Regions from separate parts of the Rattus norvegicus genome. Here region 1 is linked to region 2. The links are chromatin contacts, called in public Hi-C maps. All regions are on one chromosome and are shown on one strand. The core of a region is the stretch at or near the end of the contact, and the rest is flanking DNA. Distances in the headings are between cores, read along the strand shown.

The links. Hi-C and Micro-C count contacts between places; a contact is called where the count stands out from the background.
Region 1: a Hi-C map of liver shows a contact between it and region 2, with 2.3 times the contacts expected there. The contact joins the promoter of Ssx2ip here to the enhancer-like site in region 2. A contact is called at or near these places in 10 of 12 Hi-C or Micro-C datasets (the A7r5 cell line, Schwann cells, frontal cortex and 5 more) and 1 of 1 datasets of contacts at active chromatin or transcription factors (oligodendrocytes).

Annotation. Positions count from the first base shown.
Region 1 is chr2:237,957,201-237,962,471 of GRCr8, forward strand. Ssx2ip (SSX family member 2 interacting protein) reads left to right here and starts at 1,264. Exons shown (of 15, transcript NM_175597.3): 1 at 1,264-1,372; 2 at 2,316-2,482.
Region 2 is chr2:237,918,506-237,924,352 of GRCr8, forward strand. No RefSeq gene overlaps it. Among named protein-coding and RNA genes, the nearest start is that of Ssx2ip, 37 kb to the right of the region's middle. Within about 2 kb of position 1,361, at least 2 of the 93 cell types and tissues checked have an H3K27ac peak or open chromatin away from gene starts, as enhancers often do. A contact at or near this core is called in hepatocytes and liver, where this site is marked.

The DNA of each region.
Region 1 (5,271 bases), core at 14-2,513, 39 kb after region 2:
TCCAAAGCATTTTTGTAATGATGTGTCTGTCCTTGCTACCTGTGTTCAGCATCTAATCTGTCTCCCTCCTCTTCTAACGCTCATGTCTGCACTCTGATCCACTTCTCAGCATTGAGGGTATGTGTAGTTCTTCTCTCTCGTTCTTCTGTGGCAGTGAGGTATTCCTTGTTTTCCTTTTATGCTGTTTTGGTCTCAAATTGTTAACAGGAGCCACTTAACCCCAAACTTTTTTCTCCTCGAGTAAACACCTCGCTAGAAAACCCCAAACTTCTTTTTCTCCTCGAGTAAACACCTCGCTAGAACTCCACCACCCCGCCCTTTACTATGGATTCTCCATTTTCCTTTCTGGAGGAACTTTTGGTAGAGATAGTAGGGAGGTAGGTGGATCTGGCCAATTGCAGCTGTCATACATTTTCTTTGCACTCAGTGAGTGGGCCTAGGGAGTTTTTCCATCAACTTCTAGTTCACAAGTACTGTTGTTTCTTCATTTCCCTTTCCAGCTGTCTCCTCCCTAGGTTCCTTTCTTTGCTTAATTTTATTCACTACTCGAGCTTTACTAGCCCAGGCTAGCCTCGAGCTCCCAATGACCTTGAACTTCAGTTCTGCTGGTTCACAGACCTGCAACCTCACGCACGCTGTGTGCAGTCCTGCGGCCTGAACTCGGGGTTTCTTGCCCACTACCCCGGCTCTGGTTTTCCACTGATTTTTGTGCCATTGGTGTGTTGATTCCCGAGGCCACTTGACCTTCCTTCTCCAGTGCCTGACCCAATTCTGGATGCCCGTTGGTGTCTCTCCGATCTGGGGAGCGCACCCGGTTCTCCTTGGGAGCGTTGGGGTTCAGGGTCGCCTCGGAGGCCGGGCTCTAAAGCGGCTAGGACCCTCCTCTTGTCCCCGCGGAGAGCTAGGGGCGGGGAGCGGCGGCCTGGTGAACCCGGGTGTAACAGGTGCGGTGGCCGCAGCTGCGCGGGGGAGAGCGGCTGGGGTTGTCGTAGGCTAGTCCTCGCTGGACCAATGCGGGCCGCGGTTGTTCGTCGCCTGGCAACCGGCGGAGCCAATGGGCGGCGCCAGCGCAGGGCGGGGTGGGATGGGCGCCCGCGGAGGAAAGCGGCGAGAGGCGGGCCGGGCGGACCCGGCGGGCTGGAGGCTGCGCGGAACCGCTGCGTGCCGCCGCGGGTGCGGGCCCGCGGGCTACGGGAGGCGTGAGCCGCTCCCGGTGCCGTGACGGTGAGCGGCGGGATTGTGACGCGCAGCCGGGGAGGGCGCCGGGCTGGACGTGGGCGCATGCACCCGGGCCGGCACTGGGCGGGCTCGTCGCGGCCGTTGCAGCGGTTGGAGAGCGTTGCTGCCAGCCGCCTGCAGCGGGAAGTGTGAGGTAGGTGCTGGGGACCCCGCGCCCTTGCGGGATTCGGCGGGGGCATGCGCGGGGTCCCTTCGGCCCGCGTGGGCTCGGCGATCCCTCAGAGGCTGCCGTAGGACTTAGCGAGTGAGGTCCGCCGTAGGTGGGTGCTTCATCGTGGTCCAGCCCCACGTTTAGGGGAAGAACTTACATCATCGCAGGGGTAGACTTGCTGGAGAAATTATTTGGCCTCGATTTTTCCAGTGGTGCACAGTGAGTGAATGGTGAGCTCTGTCTGGTCAGCACGTAATTTCTCCTAGTGCAGGTCGCTGGGTTATGCAAGTCACCTGGGCCCAGGAAATAAAACTTGCCAAAAAATTCCCCATCAGCACCAGTAGAGGAATCTTTTCATTAACCCCCACAGTGTATCAGATCCATAACCGGCAACGCTGATGCAGTTGTGAGAACTGGGAGTTCCTTCTAGACTGTATGAAAGGTGGAGTCCAAGGATGAGAGCCTCCTGGATTTAAGGTTTGCTTCCATTCGGAATAGAGTCCAGGCCTGGAGTCAGCTGGAAATAGTGCTGCCGTGGAGCCCGCAATCCGTGGAAGGAAATCTTTCTAGTCCATAATTTGATCTCGAACGGAAAGGTCCGTATATGACGTGACACACATTTACGAGGCTGGATAAAATTCGAAATGGTCGCTCCAGCCAGCAAAACTTAATCCATCCAATCTCCTTACTCCCCAAGAGCTTGTGGGCCCAGGAAGCGTAGTTTATTCAAACTAAACAAGGCAAGCTGCCATCCCTGTCGACACTTGGTCCTGCCTGGTGTGCATGAAAGTTCCTCATACAAAAAACGATTCTCTGAGAGGAGGATTAGGAATGGATAGAATTCAAACCAGGGCGTTTTTCTGGTGACTGCTGGGGCCCCTACAGCCTGTCATTTTACACCCTTCCTTTCCTTCTTGTTCTCCAGCTGTACAGGGAAGATAATAGGCCCAGGGATTAAGTAACCAGGCTGAAGCAGCTTGGAGATAACTGCAGAAGCTGGGTCACTCCAGGATGAAACGTGAAGCTTACTCCATGACACATTGAGCCTTGTGACAAGACCTGTTAAGTCCATAGCATCCTCGACTTGCTCAGGCAGGTGTACAGGACATGGAAAAGTTAACTGTTCCTGCTGTCCCTGAGACCTCAAACCCAGCCCAGTCAAATTAATGTACTTGGCCTCTCTTAAAAGTGGACAAACCAGCTTGTTGGCCCAAACCGGTTAGGATATACTGAATGTGCCCTCACTCAGCATTCAGCTAGAGGGGGTGGCTGGAGGGAGGGGAGGTGGACAGGGAGGGAGGTAGAGAGAGAGAGAGAGAGAGAGAGAGCGCGCAAGAGAGCAAGCAAGCTTGCCTAGAACTGTGGCTGCCCCAACCTTTTACTCCAGCTACCAGGAGACTGAGGTGAGGACAGCTTGAGCCTAGGAGTTCCAGACCTAGTAGAACAACACACACATCCTACTTAAAAACAAGCTCCCTCTCATTCTGAATGCCCTCACACAGTCCCTGGGGAACCAGACCAGGGCCATGGACATGCAAGGCAAGTGTTCTGTTGCTGAAACCCAGTGTGCCTTTATTTTGAGGCAAGGTTGCCTTGTTACTAGCTTGCCCAAGCAGTCTTTGAACTCCTGCCTCAGCCTCCCAGTAGCTGGACTTATAGCCCCGTATTTCTAGGCTCAGTTTCAAGAGCGAATTTTAGTGATAGCTTCCTGTATCTTTTACACTAGCTGTGAACTTACCTTGCTGGCTTACCCAATTGTTCATAACAAGAGGCTGTGTGAGTGTTCTGTGTCTTTAATTATGGTTAGGTGCTTATGAGCATACAGCTTACTTAGACTCATGAGCTTCTAGGATGAGACAGTACACCATCCGTTATTAGTAATGGGAAAACCTAGATTTATACGGTTTGATGCTGGTCCAGTATTTTGTGTAGTGTAGGAGCGATTCACTGTATGTTAATAAATTTATTCTTTCAGTAAACATTTATTATCAGACACTCAGCTGCCAACTGCCAGGCCTAAGGATAAAAAGATGTGTTGCTCTGAATATTGTTCTGGGGGGTGGGGTGGGTTGGTGTTGTGTGGAGAAGGGGAGAATGCAAATGTGGGAGGGCCTTAGCAAAGAAGGCATCTCAGCTGTGTCCTGACAGGCGCTCACCAACTGGTGCGAGCAGCCAAGCAGGTGCCGGTTACAGGTGGTTGGTGTCCTTGTGGCTGCTGCGTTAGTGACAAGCATTAATAACAGTGCTGTGACCCTTGACCAATAAGGAATATCCACACGGTTTTGTTGGGGATTATATTGCTTCTGATGTAGAGTATGTCTGCCCAAGTTAGTAATTTGCACAGTCTATGGGCTCTGGACCTTGATGGTCTAGATAAGACCTGAAAGCTTTCCCCAGGCTTAACTGAAGCTGACAGGAGCCTTAACAGTGCAGCAGTGGCTGCTCAAGCGGGTCCTCTGTGCCAGGGCTGGAGAGCCAAAGGTGATGAAGATGCAGCCACCATGGAATCCAGTCCCAGCCCAGGGCAGGCCCTGAGGGATGGGAGGTCCAAAAATCTGGGGTGGGAGCAGTGTGGGATTCAGAGAGGAGACTCTGGGATCAATAGCAAGTCTTAATGGAAACTGAAGAGACTGACTACAGTCCTGAGGTTGTGCGGCTGCATGCTTCTCCTTCCTCAGTCTCCCTAGTCAGATACTCCATCCATCAGCACTGGACTTGTCCTGTTTGTAATGGAGGAGGGATGCGAATACTATGACCTACTTCCTGATGTGATCAGTTGTGCTGGCTACACACATGTGCCCTGGTAATACACAGAAATAGTGAGCATTTGGAACACCTGCTATCTATGTGATATGTTAGTGATTAGTCAGGCCTAGTCAGGCACTCTGGAGGCCAGAAAGAAGGATTCCAAGTTTAAGGCCATCCTAGGCTACTTGGAAATTCTGTCTCAAAAGCAAAGCAAAAAACTATAAACAAGCTGATAAAAAGCTCTAATTGAGGGAACAGGTCTCAGTCAGGATAAAGGCCATTGGCTCATCTGTGTGCCTGTGTACCTGGAATGTGACAAAATCAGAAGTACTAAAAATAGGACATTTGGGTGAAGCCCTTGAGTTTTGTTTGTTTTATGTAACTAGATTGTGTGGCTTTCGTGGGTGAATTTTGTGGATGATAATTTCCTCACAAGGTCAGGTTGGCTGTGTCTGCCCTCAGCTGTGATCTCCATTGAACACCTCTGTAAGCCTCCCTGTGTGCTCTGCCCTCACCTTGTCTCTTCAGTAACCGTGTTCTTCTGCCCAGCTGCTTTATAGAATAGCCCTCTCTGTCAGATTATAATTAAAGGGGGTGACAAGATCGTAGATGTGGTCAGCGAGGAGCCATGCTGTTCTATAATGAAGGGACAGGTTCACAGCCTTCCGCCATTCACTCCCAGCGCTTGCTGGGTCCAGAGGGGCCGGGCCTGAGGTCCTGGAGCACTGCCGCTCCCGTTCTCTTTCCAGGTCTGTAGCTGTACATAAACTGTCTCATAGTTTCTCCATCAGTGGAGTAGGGCTGGACCCACCCATTGCTTTCCTACGGCCACCTAAGGAGAAAAGGACGCAGCCAGTGAGCTACATGTGGCCTGCACTGGTCACTCTCTCCCTTGCTAGCTTTACATATCAGGTGGTACGTGCGTTCTTAATTCTCACCCCACCGATTTTTTGCCAGTCTGTGGAGAGCTTCATAGATCTCTAAAGTGTAGCCAGAGTGACTGGTCTTTATACTTTAAGGGAAGACATAACACAATGAATCCCAGGACCCTGGGTCATTGTGCCCCAAGGCTAGGACTGGAAAGAATTTAAAATATTTTTTAAAATGTGATTAACTGTATACATTTTGAAGGT
Region 2 (5,847 bases), core at 111-2,610:
GAGGCTTTCCACGGAGATCTCTGGCCTAGCCAGGTGCGAGGGTTCAGGCGAAGGGGAGAGAACTCAAGCAGGGAGAGGGAATGGCCTCTGCTGCTGCTGCCATAGCTGCCCTGCCACCTCTCCCTCTGTCCCCAAGACGTGCTGCTCCAAGACGTCATCGCATTGGTTGTGCTGCTGCTGCATTGAGCCAGCCAGTCTGGGCCAGCAGGAGACTGACTAGTCAGCTAGGGGTGAGGGGGAGCTTCTGGCGGTGTTTTCAGGAGAGCAGATCTCTTCCCCAAGCGGTGGTGTTACAGCTTTTGTGACAGAAGCTGTCAGATGACAGAGTAATTCTCACACACACCTTTATTCCTTCTGGATAGGATTTTTACATACAGTTTTGGGGCAGGTCAGGGTCTGACAGTAGGCACTTCCTATTGGCTTGGTCTGAGAGCTTGGGGACACCTCATCTACCTGTGGGAGGGCTTGGGATGCTGCTCCTCCCTGACTGATGGCCATAAACCTCTCTACGGGGTGGGGGGTGCTGTGTGTGGGGGGGGGTGGCTGTAGCTGTGTGACAGGGGCCTGGTGCCCAGGAACAGGTGAAGCGCCTACCATCTTGTCAGTGTCTCCTTTCTGGCCTTAGCTCGACCACAGTCCCACATCTTCTTTTAAACATTTCCCCATCTACTTGTCTTCTGGAAGAGACCCAGTCCTGTAACTGGTTGAGTTTCTCCCTTACACCTGCCACTAGAAATACTGAAGCCAAATTCATGGCCTACCACCAGCAAATACATGTGTTTTTATGCAGTAATCTCTCCTTTGAGTCTGTTCTCCTACTGTAAGTTTTCCTATCTTTTTCACACTGTGTCTACTTTTGTAGGAGAGTGAAAGTAATCAGCACGTGACCGACTGTACCCTGGGTAGAGCATCCAGACTGCGTGTTAAAGACAACAACCCCAGGGCCGCGTGAGTTCTCCGGGTCTGAAAGCCATATTTAAACTCATAATTCTGAGAGTGGAAAGGGGATGTGTGATGCCACATTCCACACTTAGAGTGTGAGACTTGTGCTAGAACACTGAACTCTGCCATGAGTCAAAGTGGGCCCCCATGCCCTGGGCTTGTAATAATTTAAAACTGTTGCCTTCAGAATGGAGGGGGCATTTGGTCAGGGGGGACGGGGAGTGAAGTTTCGATAAATATTTTGACTGTGCTGAGTCCAGATATCTCTGATAACTTTCTTTACAGCTCAGAGTAATAGGATTATTATTAAGATGTAATTATAAATTCATTTTTAATTTTGAGGCAGGGTCTTGTGTAGCCCTGAGTGTCTTAACCTCTACCTGGCTGAGGCTTTGCCTTGAACTCCTGACCTACCTGTTCCTGCCTCTCCAGTGTGGAAATCAAGCCTGGCTTTTGTTTTCACTCTTGCAGAGAAAGGTAAATAACCAGAGGAATTTGGCAATAGTATAAAATACAGATCTATATTAAATTTGCCCCTGTCAATCTGCTTACGAAAATGAGCAAACAATCCCTGTGACCATAATTAGGGGTCAACTTAGCCTGTTCAGATGAGAATGACACGAAAAGCCGTGCATTTTGGATAAGTACAATTCTCTAACAGGGAGAAAGCTCTTCTAATCTAAGTAGGAGCCTAAATAAAACAAGAAGTCCAGGCACTGTAAGCGCCAGGGAGTTCTCTAGGCTGCTAACCCCAGGATAGAAGTTACCTCACGCACCACCTCCTCCCCAACCCCCTTCCTTCTGGGGCTCGGTGTGTATTTTGCCAGCCTCCACATCTGCACTTAGTAACGGTAAAGAAAGAGTTAGTTGCTTCACAAATGTGGAGAGCTGAGGGTCACAGAGGGAGGGCCTGAGGAGGAAGTGGTCCTGGGCCCTGATTCTCTCCACAGGAAGTCTGGTGCACAAGAGAAAGAACACGCCTGGTGCTTAATCAGCAGAGCTGGAAAGTCAGGTGTGGCGCACATACCTGTAATCTCTGTACACCAGAGACTGAGACAGAAGGATTGCCATGATGAGTTCAAGGCTAGCTTGGGTAACATCGTGGGCCCTAGGCCAGGCTGAGCTACAAAGTCAGATCCTGTGTCAAAATTAATTAATTAATTAATTAATTAATTAATTACTCTTTCCGTCTCCGGCCACCACCTGGAGAGTAGCCGCCACCATGTCAAAGCATGGGTGATGGAAGGTTGTTCGGAACTGCTCGTTTCTTTTTTTAAAAAGTTTATTTATTTATTTATTATATACAAGTACACTGTAGCTATCTTCAGACACACCAGAAGAGGGCACTGGATCCCATTACAGATGATTGTGAGCCACCATGTGGTCGCTGGGATTTGAACTCAGGAAAAGCAGTCAGTATTCTTGACCACTGAGCCACCTCTCCAGCCCCCAGTTTCTTGATCACGAGGAATAAGCAGAAAAACAGCACGGAGTTCACTAATCTGAAGGCCAGAAACTCCTACCATGGGCTAATCCACCGCGGCTGATGGCAAAGGGGTCATGGAGGCTATGAAACGCAGATCCGGTCAGCGAAAACCTGCCGCTTCTTACGTGAGCACCACCACCACCAACGAGAATAAGGCTCGGGCTGCCCTCAGCAGCAGCAGGCACGTGATCTGAAAGAAGAAGCACCGCCCTGACCTGCGCATGGCGGCCATCCGCAGAGCCAGGGCCATTCTCCAAAGCTAGAGCCTGTGGTTGTGAAGAGGAACCCGCCCCACCAAGAGCTCCTGAGCCCCACACCCCAGAAGCAATAGAGTCCACTGACTTGTTAAAAAAAAAAAAGTAATTAATTACAAAAAAAAAAAAACCCCAAAAAAAAACCCCCCCCAAAAAAGGAAAGAGAGAATGAAGAGTCAGAAACGTCTGAGGGGAAGGAGCTGAGCGATGCTGTTGAACAACAGGGAAAGGCTGATGTCACTACGCTCCCAGTTACTGGCCTCCTTTGACCTAGTGTCTGTAGTAATTTCTTCTTCCTCAGATCCCTCCTCTGGCCTCTCTGGCAGCTGGGGCCAGGCACGCGGCCTTGAGTCAGTCTCATATTAGCAACCTTAGCTGAGGTGAGGAAAATACGAGACGGTACAGGGAAGAATGGCCCATTGTCCAGAGGTTTGGGGCCGTCACCACAGCGTAGCCTGAGTCTGGTGTCTTGTCTCTTCCCGACGTGTATGAGATGCAGTGTCTCACTGTCCTGGTGCCTCTAGTGCGGTACCACTACACCTGACTCCGGAGAGCACGCCTCTGACACGGAGCCTCTGGTGTTCTTAGCATCCTTTGCTAAACATTCTCCTAAACTGATCAGACTGTGGTCTGTTTTAAGAGGAACCCTGCTTTCCGCAAGTAAGTATTCTCGGATCTTTTGTGCGTCTCCGAAGCTTGTTTTGAAGCTAGGTAAGTAACAGATTCCTCTTCTTGAGGTTACAAACGTAATTTATTTCTTTGAAAGTTTCCAATTTTGCTTCCTTCTGGAAGGAGAAACAAGTTCTTGCTCTTAAGATAGTTGGCTTCTAAAAATACCAAGGAAGATGGGAATAAAATGAGGTAAGAACATGAAACATGAGACTTGGTTAAATTAAGCCAAGGCTACCCATTAATTACCTTTTGTAGCATTGCTTGATGGCTTTCCTTAGATTCTATGTAGGTCTAATTCCATGAATGCAAACTTTTCTTCTGATATGCTCAAAGTCACAAGTCAAAAAAGTAAAATTAAGTAACTTTAAGTAAGCAACAGAACAGCCACCAGTTTTGGGTCAGGCTCATGAGGTCCACTCCAAGCACCCCTGACTAAGCTTTAGAATTGATTAGGAGGACAGACACTGAGGTATATACACCTGTGATGGTTTGTATATGCTCAGCCCAAGGAGTGGCACTATTAGGAGGTGTGGACTTGTTGGAGTAGGTTTGTCACTGTGGGCGTGGGCTTCAAGACCCTCACCCCAGCTGCCTGGAAGCCAGTCTTCCACTAGCAGCCTTCAGATGAAGTTGTTTAAACTCTCAGCTCCTCCTGCACCATGCCTGCCTGGATGCTGCCATGTTCCCACCATGATGATAATGGACTGAACCTCTGAACCTGTAAACCAATCCCAATTAAATTTTACCTTATAAGAGTTGCCTTGGTCATGATGTCTGCTCACCATGTGTCAGCAGTAAAACTCTAAGACAACACCTAAACAAAGATTTGCCATCAATAAACAGTGACGGCAGTCATGAGTTGCACAAAACATCATTTTCCAGGAGATATTTGACATAAAGAAGACTGAAGAGGGTCAGTCTTATTCACAGGGCCCAGCCAAGCCTAAGTTGGTCGAGTAGCCTGGACCGCCCAGTCAAATGGGTCTACACCCTCTCTTAAAATCTCCCAGCACGGACAATTGTGTGAGAGGTCAATGCAGTTCCACTGCTCATGTATTCACAGAGAGAAAGGAATTCCCCCCCCCCCCAAAAAAAAAAGAGGGACAGATACACTGAACTCCCTTCTGACCCTTTCCCTCCTCTTCCCCAAGGCAAAGTGGAACGCAGGAGAGGTGACCACAGTGTGGCACCCAGTGTTGGAGAGAGCTAAGGATGCCAGCCCCTCTTGCATCCAAGCATCGAGGGTCCAGGGATAGTACCCGCCATTTCTCCCCCACAGTCTCAGTTCACTACTTGCAGTCTCAAGCTGTGTGTGTGTGGCAGACTCACAGCCGTCCAGCGACTTGGTGGCTAGATCTTTCACAAGAAACAGGTTTCTTCGTAAAAACCCATTTGCCACAAGTCAGAAGCTATTTCATATCTTCAGTCTTCCCCCGTGTGGTATGTGTGTGTGTGTGTGTGTGTGTGTGTGTGTGTGTGTGTGTGTGTGTGTGTGAAGACATGTGCATGCCACAGTATGCATATAGAGGTTAGAAGACAAACTTTAGGTGAACCTATTCTCTCCTTCTACCATTCTCTCTGTCTCTGTCTCTGTCTCTGTCTGTCTCTGTCTCTCTTTCTCTCCCTCTCCCCCTCTCTGTCTCTCCTTCTCTCCCTCTCCCCCTCTCTGTCTCTTTTCCTCTCCCTCTCCCCCTCTCTGTCTCTCTTTCTCTCTGTCTCTGTCTCTGTTTCTGTCTCTCTATCTGTCTCTCTTTCTCTCCCCCCTCTCCTCTCTGTCTCTATTTCTCTGTCTCTGTCTCTTTTTCTCTCCCCCCTTTCCTCTCTGTCTCTCTGTCTCTGTCTCTCTCTCTTTCTCTCCCTCTCCCCTCTCTGTCTCTCTTTCTCTGTCTCTGTGTCTGTTTCTGTCTCTCTATCTGTCTCTCTTTCTCTCCCCCTCCTCTCTGTTTCTCTCTGTCTCTGTCTCTCTCTCTTTCTCTCCCTCTCCCCCTCTCTGTCTCTCTCTGTCTCTGTCTCTCTATCTGTCTCTCTTTCTCTCCCCCCTCTCCTCTCTGTCTCTCTCTCTGTCTCTCTCTCTTTCTCTCCCTCTCCCCTTCTCTGCCTCTCCCTCTCTCTCTCTCTCTCTCTCTCTCTCTCTCTCTCTCTCTCTCTCTCTCCCTCTCTCTCTCTCTCTTTCCCCAGTTTTTGAGATATGGTTTCTCTATTTAGCCATAGCTGTCCTGGTCCTCTGGCCTCGAATTCAGAGGTGTGCCTGCTTCTCTCTCTCAAGTGTTGCAATTAAAGGCATTTACCACCATTTTTTAATCATTAAACTTTGGTTGGCTCTAATGCAGTGACAGATCTAGGGATGGGGGGGGGAGGGCCAATGTAACAGGCTTAGCAATGGTTAGATTGGCTAACTGAACATCTCAACTCACGTTGTTCAAACAGACTAATAAAAGAGAGACCAGGTGGTGTGCAGAGTGTGGAGAAGGGAAGGGAGCCACTCCCAGATGG